Regions from separate parts of the Mus musculus genome. Here all the other regions are linked to region 3. A link is a contact called in public promoter capture Hi-C data. All regions are on one chromosome and are shown on one strand. Each heading gives the region's core, a stretch centred on a gene start, on an enhancer-like site or on the middle of the called end of the contact. The rest is flanking DNA. Distances are from core to core; before and after follow the strand shown.

What was found. Promoter capture Hi-C pulls out the DNA fragments that hold promoters and counts their contacts.
Region 1: a promoter capture Hi-C map of liver shows a contact between it and region 3, with 3 times the contacts expected there. The contact joins the promoter of Rhoq here to the promoter of Thada in region 3. A contact is called at or near these places in 2 of 39 promoter capture datasets (hippocampal neurons and liver) and 1 of 115 datasets of contacts at active chromatin or transcription factors (astrocytes).
Region 2: a promoter capture Hi-C map of pre-B cells shows a contact between it and region 3, with 2.7 times the contacts expected there. The contact joins the promoter of Mcfd2 here to the promoter of Thada in region 3. A contact is called at or near these places in 2 of 39 promoter capture datasets (liver and pre-B cells).

The regions. Positions count from the first base shown.
Region 1 is chr17:86,961,740-86,964,524 of GRCm38.p6, reverse strand. It overlaps Rhoq (ras homolog family member Q), which reads right to left and starts at 1,414. Exons shown (of 5, transcript NM_145491.2): 1 at 778-1,414; 2 at 167-225. The coding sequence starts at 919. LOC115488765 (hapless 2-like) reads right to left here. Exons shown (of 3, transcript XM_030250169.1): 3 at 979-1,652. The coding sequence ends at 979.
Region 2 is chr17:87,264,399-87,267,217 of GRCm38.p6, reverse strand. Mcfd2 (multiple coagulation factor deficiency 2) reads left to right here and starts at 1,271. Exons shown (of 4, transcript NM_139295.3): 1 at 1,271-1,383.
Region 3 is chr17:84,464,897-84,467,611 of GRCm38.p6, reverse strand. It overlaps Thada (thyroid adenoma associated), which reads left to right and starts at 1,404. Exons shown (of 38, transcript NM_183021.3): 1 at 1,404-1,518.

The DNA.
Region 1 (2,785 bases), core at 165-2,664, 2.5 Mb before region 3:
AATTTGCTGACTTAAGAAAAAAAAAACCAACCTGATCTTGAGGCAGCCCCCCCCCCCAAAACACACCCTCCCACCTAGACACCTCAGTTTCCAAAGGCCCTCCACAGCCACACAGAATTGGCGAGAGATGGGGGTAAGGGAACCGGCCAGAAGCCAAAACACTCACCTGTCCAGCTGTGTCATAGAGTCCCAAGAGGTACTGCTTGCCCCCCACGGTGACGCTGACTGCAAGGACAGAAGTGGGGGGTGGGGAGAGAAGCTCACAGTGATCTGAGATCTAGCACTTTGGCTCCCCACAGTAACCTCCTTTCCCAAATACTGGGAAGCATGTGGGTGCTCCCCAGGAGACAACATTCCCCTTTTATCCGAGTCCACTTCACTGCCAAGTTGCATGAGATATAGGTGTAATGTGGCCCCTGCCATCCACTCCCCCCCCCCCCCAAACCCTGTAGCCACGTCTACTAGTGTTCCCAGATGTTTCCCCTACAGGGGTTTCGGGCAGTAAGGGAAGAGGCAGCTGGAAGGTCAAGAAGGGCGCTCAGGGGACTGAAAAGTGTGGGAGACGGGGCGAAGGGGGAGATAGGAATGGGGTGGGAGTTGCTGCGAGGGGTGGGGTGACCAGAGGCACAGCTTGGGGGGGGGGGTGAAGCCGCCAGGCAGAGGGCACGGCGGGGGAGGGGAGCACGCTCAGGGGAGGCAAGCCAGGGGGCTCAGCCAAAGTTGCTCCAAAGTTCCCAGCCGGGGATCAGCCCCTTAGTCAGCAGGGCAGAGGCGTACCTGCGTAGTGGTCGAAGACAGTGGGCACGTACTCCTCGGGGAAGGCGTCGTTGGCATAGCTCATGAGCAGGCACGTCTTGCCCACCGCCCCGTCGCCGACCACCACGCACTTCAGCATCAGCGCGCCGGGCCCGTGAGCCATGCTGCGGCCGGCCGGCCTCGGGGCATGGTCCCCCCGGAGCCCCCGCCCTGGCCCCGGGCTCAGCCCCAGCCCGCTTGGGGGGTCCGCCGTCGCCGCCGCTCGGCGCAGCAGGGCCGCCCTCCCGGCCCCATGCAGCGGTTCCCCTGACCGGAGGAGAAGGTGCGGCGGGCCCGGGGCGCAGCCGCCGCCGCTTCGATCTCTGCCCCGCTCCCCGCCCTGGCCCGGCTCGCCGCGCCCGCCTGCTGGCCCCGCCGCTCGGCGCCCGAACCCGCTCCCCGGCCCGGCCTCCCCAGGAGGATCCGCCGGATCATAAGACCGTCCGGCCCCAGGGGAGTCGGCAACTTTGGGGAGGGCGGCGGAGGGGAGGGGCCAGGCGGCTCTGCCCGCCCCGCGCCGCTCCGGCCCCCGCCCTCCTGGGCCGGTGAAGGGGGGTGGGGGAGGGCGGTCCGGGCGGCTCCGGAGTGCGGCGCGCCCCGCGCCCGCGCCCGCCGTGCGCTCCTGCCGCTCACCCAAGCTTGACTCCCTGGGAGTCGGGCGCGGAGGCCGAGGAGGAGGCGCCCTGTATCCGGGAGGATGGGGGCTGGGGGAGGGGCTCTTGGGCAGCCGCTAGGAAGGAGCCCAGGGCTCCTCGCGAAAGTGCGGCCAAAGCCCGGAAGCGTCCGCAGGCCCCGGTGCCCGGAGGAGACGTGAAGGCCTTTCGGGGAATCACGACGACTTCCACGGTGACGCAATTCTGCAACATTATACAGATGTGTATATTTAAATTCTGCCTGGAAGGCAGGAGCCATCTCGTCGGCCTGCAAGTGCTCCACGCAACTAGAAATCAGGAACAGCGGCCAAGAGGGTTATAAATATAATTAATAACAATAATTAGAAAGGTGTGCGGAGGCTGGGAGGGTGGTGGGTCTCGGAACTGGAAAACTGAGACTTCTGGCTTATTGCTTGCTCCTCAGCATCACTACCCCACGCTTTTCGCAGCACGAGCTTGAGTCATTTTCTATGAAATCGGTGACTAAGAGATGCAGCATATTGCACCCCCAACCAGCCACAAAGGGGCGAGCCCTTGTCAGGAGACCACAGATGTTATTTGTGCTCCCCCTGGAGGCGACATCGTCCGAGGCTTCCTTTCGCTTCCAAGCGTCTCTCCAAAAGTATTCAATTGTGATCCCTGAGGTATGATGTAGCCTCGCGCTCTGAGACTTGGCCAGTGATTCAGGACCAACCCTGCGCCTCTGTCTGGCAAGTCCGGAAACACTTGTCTGGCCAGGGCCAGTTAGTTGTGTGGCCGAGTGCTGCTTTAAATGTACGGTCTTGGTTCGAAGGCTCACTCTGCGCTGACTGACCCCACACCGCAGCCTACCCCCAAGCTTGCTGACAGGGAAGTCCTTTCCTCTCACCAATTCATAGTGGTAGAAAATGCTGTGTTGAGAGGTGCGTGGGTCACTCATACCCTTGCCCCCGGGATTTAGGTGGGGGAAACTGGGACCAGTGAAGTGGTTACCAAAAGGTTCCCTGTCACTCCCGGTGTTCAAGGGCCACCTGGGGAGATGCCTACTGTGATGCCCTCATTTCACTTCCACGAACCCTGGACGCCAGTTTTCAAGTCATAATCCTGATTTCAATTCGACCAGGAAGATTTCAAATAGTATTTAACGTTCCTTGTGAACGTAGGGGAACATCTCTCCATACCCTGTCCATTGCATTCGAGTGGAGGTACTTGCATTGACTACACTAATAAATCTGAAAGTTACTTCATACATTCTGAAAGGTTAGGAAAGGCACCACACTATCTTGAAGTCAGGTCTTGACACTTTCCCGTGAAGGAGAAGAGAGCAAGGTTTGCTGCTTGCATCACCATTAGCTCTG
Region 2 (2,819 bases), core at 22-2,521, 2.8 Mb before region 3:
AAAGATGACAAAAGCTAGCATCCACAGAGAAGGTGGAGTATCTGGCTTGGTGGCAAGTGCTTATTAGAAAAAAGTCTGAGCAGGGCAGTGGTGGCACACACCTTTAATCCCAGCACTTGGGAGACAGAAGCAGATGGATCTGAGTCTGCGGGCAGCCCGGTCTACAGAGCAAGTTCCAGAACAGCCAGGGCTACACTGAGAGATCCTGTCTCGAAAAATCAAAACACCAAATCAGCAACAAAACAAAAAGTCTAGGAGGTGTGAGGTGAAGAATGCTCCAGGCTACCCTCGGTCCAGTCTCTACTTACTGAGCTTCATAAACTGCCTGCATTTGTAGCTCCCAGGACAAAGGATCGTAGGTACAATGCAGTCAACTACAGGGTACCCAGAATGAACTGGACCAAATTAATCTAACCTTCAGAATGAGATGGAATGAGATGCAATATCTTAGGGACTCTTGAAAGAGGCTTTCTCTCCCTATGGATAATGTTGAAATCTTAATCTTGGAAAGTGGGACAAAGAGACAAAAACGGTGCTGTTGGGCAATTTTCAAGGCTACAAGGAAGAGGGGGTGGGGGTGGGCTTTGATATAATCTCTCTCCATCTTTGATGTAGGTGCATCTAAAAAAAATACGATTATGTATCTTCAAAGATACAAAGGAGAGAAGGAATTTTAAAATGTACAGTCCTAAGCTCATATATCTATCTGTATCTATACACATTCACTGAAAGACAATTTTGTTAATATCAAAGGGCAGGATCCTTTTTTTTTTTTTTTTTTTTAAATATATTGTCTTCTCTCAAAGAAAACAACAAAACCAGACGATTTCAGGAACTTTACTAGCTGGATCTTGAGGCTGCGGCTCAGGGAATGGAGCAAAAAGAAAATGGAAGCAGGTCAGTCTTGGAAACGCAGGATCCCCGAGAAGTACCGGCTGCCTCACTGGGACAGGAGTTAGGGGTTTTACTCTCTCAGTTTGTAGTGGAAGCAAGGATATCCGTCAAAGTATAGAGAAGGTGAGGCTGGCCAGCTTCGGAGTCCGCCTCCTCCGGATCCTGCAGCCCACAACCCACGGTGAGCCACGTTCCGGAGCCTCAGGTTTGCCTAGCAACCAGCTCGCCTCTTGGCCTCCCCAGGGCCCTAGCAGTAGGGTGTCGCCCTCGGGAGGCGGGTCTGGCCGCGCCAGCCACAGGGGACACGTGGATCCACTGGATCGGGTCGCACAGGGGGCGGGGCCGGCAGCGTTGGTGGGCGGGCGGGAGGCTGTGCGCGTGCGCGGCTGGGCGAGGGGCGGGACCGGCGTGCGGAGAAAAGCGTCCCAGGGACGGCAGCTGGCAAGGTTCACGTTGGAGTGCTTCGCGACTGCGTCGGGGATTATCGGGGTGAGCGAACCCACGGGCCGGAGGCCTGACCCTCGGGGCAGAGGTCGGTCGGCCTGGGGCTCGAGAATGGGAGGCCCGGGTGGCGGGGTGGAGGATGCGGACCTTCAGGGCGCAGCGGGACCTGTGGCCCACGGAGGCAGCCTGTCTTCCGAGAGGGTTTCGGGGGCCAGACGTGTCTGCCCGGCTGAGCACCGCGCTGTTGTTTGCGCTCACCCCATTGCTGGGAGTCTCAGTACTAGGCTGTAGGGCCAGCTGTGTGGGCTGGACACGGACCCTGGCTGGCCTGGAAGCACGCGGGTCTCAGGCGTTACTCCATCTGCCTCTGGCTCCCCCACCTTCCTCGGGGCAGACCCACAGGTCCTGTTGTCTCGACAGGGTTGGCTAGTTTGAGCCTAGGAGGTTAGGTAGACAAGGGATGCTCGTTTGTCTCGTTTTCCCTTTCTGGGACATGGCACCTCCATCCACACATATGCCCAAACCAGAGGCCTGGGCGTCACTCTTACCTACACTCATCAAATACATTGAACCTATTCAAAACTCTCACTTTTCCAGACACCTTGCCTTAGCAATCAGCTCTCTTTTCTGCTCCTTTAATATTGATTGACCCTCCTCAACGTGTCCAGTACAGGGGAGGTAGAGACACGCTCAGCCACCCTGCCCCATTCCCAGGTCCTTCTGTGGATTCTCATTGCCCTTCCAAGCTCTTCTTTCCTTCCTGCAATGCCTGTTGTGACTCACTCACTGTCTTTGTACTTTACTCAAGACCTGCCCCTCCTCATCTGAATATTCTGGATTGGACTTAAGTCATGTTTAGGTGTTCACTGCCATATGGAGGGGCGTGCTTTGCTTTGGGTTGAAATATTTCTTCTCATGCTTTCTGTGGATGGGGGTGTGTGTGATACCCCTGGAGTGCCTCTTTAGTGACCTGTGTTTTGCTGTCGAGAGGCGTCTGACTGTTCTCACAGCCTTCACAGCTCTGCTCTCCCTATGTAACTAGGCTCTTAGTTAAATGTTAGTTATAAGGGTAGCATGGCATTCCTTTGGAATCCCCCAGTGAACAAATGGACCAGACTATTAAACACCAGCCTATTCAGGACAAGTTTTCAACCTCAGCCCATGTGGGGGCTTTCTGTAACCCAGAAACTTGCTGGTTACTTGGACTTCAAGAGCATGGAGATGACTACAACTAGGAAGCACTAGTCAGTTGGCCTTGGCTCCGTGTAACAGGATGTCTGGGGTGTTGTCAAATGTGATTGCTTTGAATGTAAATTCCCAACTAAGAGCCTCTGAAGGCTGCCAACAGCTGCTAGGAGGAAAGCCCACTCCCTGATAGGAATAATGGCCCAGTGGGAAGGAAGGGTGGGCAGGAGTGCTGCAAAGGGAGAGCTCAGCCTTAGGCCAGGGCCTCTGAGATAGAGACTTAAGTACTGTGTTTC
Region 3 (2,715 bases), core at 155-2,654:
GCTCCCACCCCTCTGCTCTGGACTCCTCCAGAGCAAATGTCCATATATATCAGCACAAATGCAGCACAGTAGAGAACGGCATATTAACAGTGAGTCAAAGAATTGTCACCACTCAGTTTTAGGTGAGTGACCTGAAAGCAATGCCAAAAGATGTGAATCGGTGGATAACAGACACAAAATCAACCAAGCTATTGTTTAGTGATACTGTAAGACCCCTGAAGCTTGGCCTCCGCTCAAGTCCCAGGATAAGTTGGCCAGCACCCCAAAGACGGGAGAGAAAATCACACTGATGCAAACTGCAAGAGGTTTTATTATCAGCTAGCTGAGGACAAACTCCTTCCGCCATGCAGGTCAGGGGAGTTTGACCCGACCCCGATGACCCCAGTGACAGTAGGGGGCTTTTAATAGCTAGCTGAGGAGTTGGGAAGAGTTGGGCGGAGTGTCCTTGGTGAAATTTACAAGGCAGAAGGAGTGGGGAGTGAGTTCTTTCTGAATTTTTATCTTCCCCTAACCCTAACCCTGAGTCCTTGGCACAGGAAGCCAGGCAAGTGCTGGCTGGGTCTTTTACAATTATCGCATCTCTGGTTGTAAAGTATAGAAACAAAAAGGCTTTTTGCTGGCTATAGAGAACAAAGAGCTTCTTTCTAGCTGTATTTTTATAGGTCAGGGAAAACAAGCTTGGGGAAATGTTTTAGGGGCTTTACCTTTCAAGGAGAAACGCTTTAAGTCAGGGTCTCACAATACACGTGGCAAAACCACAAAGAAATACAAAGTTTGATAGAAAAGCCATCCACCTGATGAACCTAATTTTCATTGTTTTTCCCAACTATGTATCTCAGAGCCCAGGCCAGCATCCCGGCCTTTTCAGCATCTTGTCCGTTCTGTGATCTTGTCCCTTGTCCCAGCTCCTTACTAAGGTGATATAGGTCTCTAATTTTTACTCAGTTTTAAAGGACTGGACTGCAAGATAGTCTGTGAGTTGTGTAAAAGATGCAGCCTTTAAGGCAGCGTTTAAGGCTCGGACAGTGGAGTTCAAGTCGTTGCTCTTGGCTTCAGTTCCCGTCCCTGGCACAACCGTCCCCGAGTGTAGATTTTGCCTGTCTCTGCGCTGGGCACAGTGAATGTAGAAAGTCTGGGTTGGAACAGAAATGTCGGCCTGACACCTAGAGGTGTGGAGGCTGCTGCTCTGCCAGCCAGAAGGAGGTGAGGGGCATGCAATTCCCAGCAGTCACCATCATAGGCTCGCTTATCAAGAACTGTTTAGTCGCGGGCTCTCTAAATCCCCTCGCAAACGCCCTCTTTGATGACGTCACAACCCACCCTCACTTCTGATTGGAGGAGCGGCACTCGGCCGCTCTCGCGATATTTCCGTGCCAGCTTCCAGCCCTGCCTCCCTTCGCCGGGGACCGGTTTTTGGATCGCGCACCACGTTACAAGCCGCAGGGACGCGGTAGACTTGACGGGCTTCCGGGTCTCGTCCAGAGGTGGCGACGCTTTGCAGACGTCCTCGGGCACGAGGTTTGGCTCGCGGGCGCGCTGCCTGCCAGGCACGCGGGCGCGGGGGACCGACTTCGCCACAGCGCGGCCGGGGCAGCTTGCAGGCCACCCCGAGGGTGCCAGCCGTGGCTTCCGGGCGCTGAGGTCTCCATGGAGACAGACAGCCCTTGAACCACGTTTTCATCCGTCCTTCTGTCAGTCTTTGGACTCCACGTGGGAGGCGGTCGGGAAGGTGTAGATGTAGATGGGCGGGAAGCAGCAAGTGGCACCTATGGGCAGATGCCCATCAGGCTGAACCGGGATTTTCGGCTCTGGGCCGGCCCAGTTCACCCGGACACACGTTTACCCTTAGAACGCGCAGAATCACCGAGTCTATCTCTGTGTAGTCCCTAGGACTCCGGGATCAAATACTGCTGCAAACTTGCCATTTCAAATCACAAGTGTCCCCTCAGTTTCCTTCCTCAGTACTTTCTCAGTACTTTGCACGCTGGCTGCTCGTTTGGGAAATTATTTCCCTAAACTTAACCCAGAACTTCAAGGCCTTTCCTTGTTGTCTCTCTGTCTGGCTGTGTTCATTAACTTTTTTGCTTGACTGCTCATTTGCCGTTGCTGTAGTGACTTGCCGTCCAAATGGACTATAAATGCTTCAGTTTCTGGAGCGGTATGCCACTTAGCTGTAGCATGTCCTTTTAGGTACCAGGTAGCCCACCTTCCTTCTAAAAGTATATATGTCCCTCCTATAATATCTCTAGCAATTGTTAATTAAGAATTCCTTGATTTAGTTCATGAAATTTTAATAAAGCATTTACTACATGCATGAACGACTAAGGAGTTAAGAACGGGAACACTGAACACAACTATTCAGTTCATTGCAACCTTTATGGAGCTTAGTGCTAGGAAAAACAGGCAATAGACAGGTGTGCCAGTTAGTGTAATCTTAGGTAGTAATACATGCTGTGAAAGAAATCTGAAATGAATGGCAGAGGAAGCTGGGGCCAGATTGTTTTCAGGCCATACACCCAAATTTGGATGTAACTAATGCATTTTATTTAGTGCAAGGGAAAACCTTTGGGAAGTTTATAAGCAAGTGCATGGTTAGATTGCTTTGATTCTTCAGAGACAAGTAGGGACAACAAGGAAGCTATGTCAGGAGTTTAAGTGACGCATGCTGAGTCGTTTTCTGCCTGGGAGGGTCTGCAGGTAGACCATTCCTCAGTG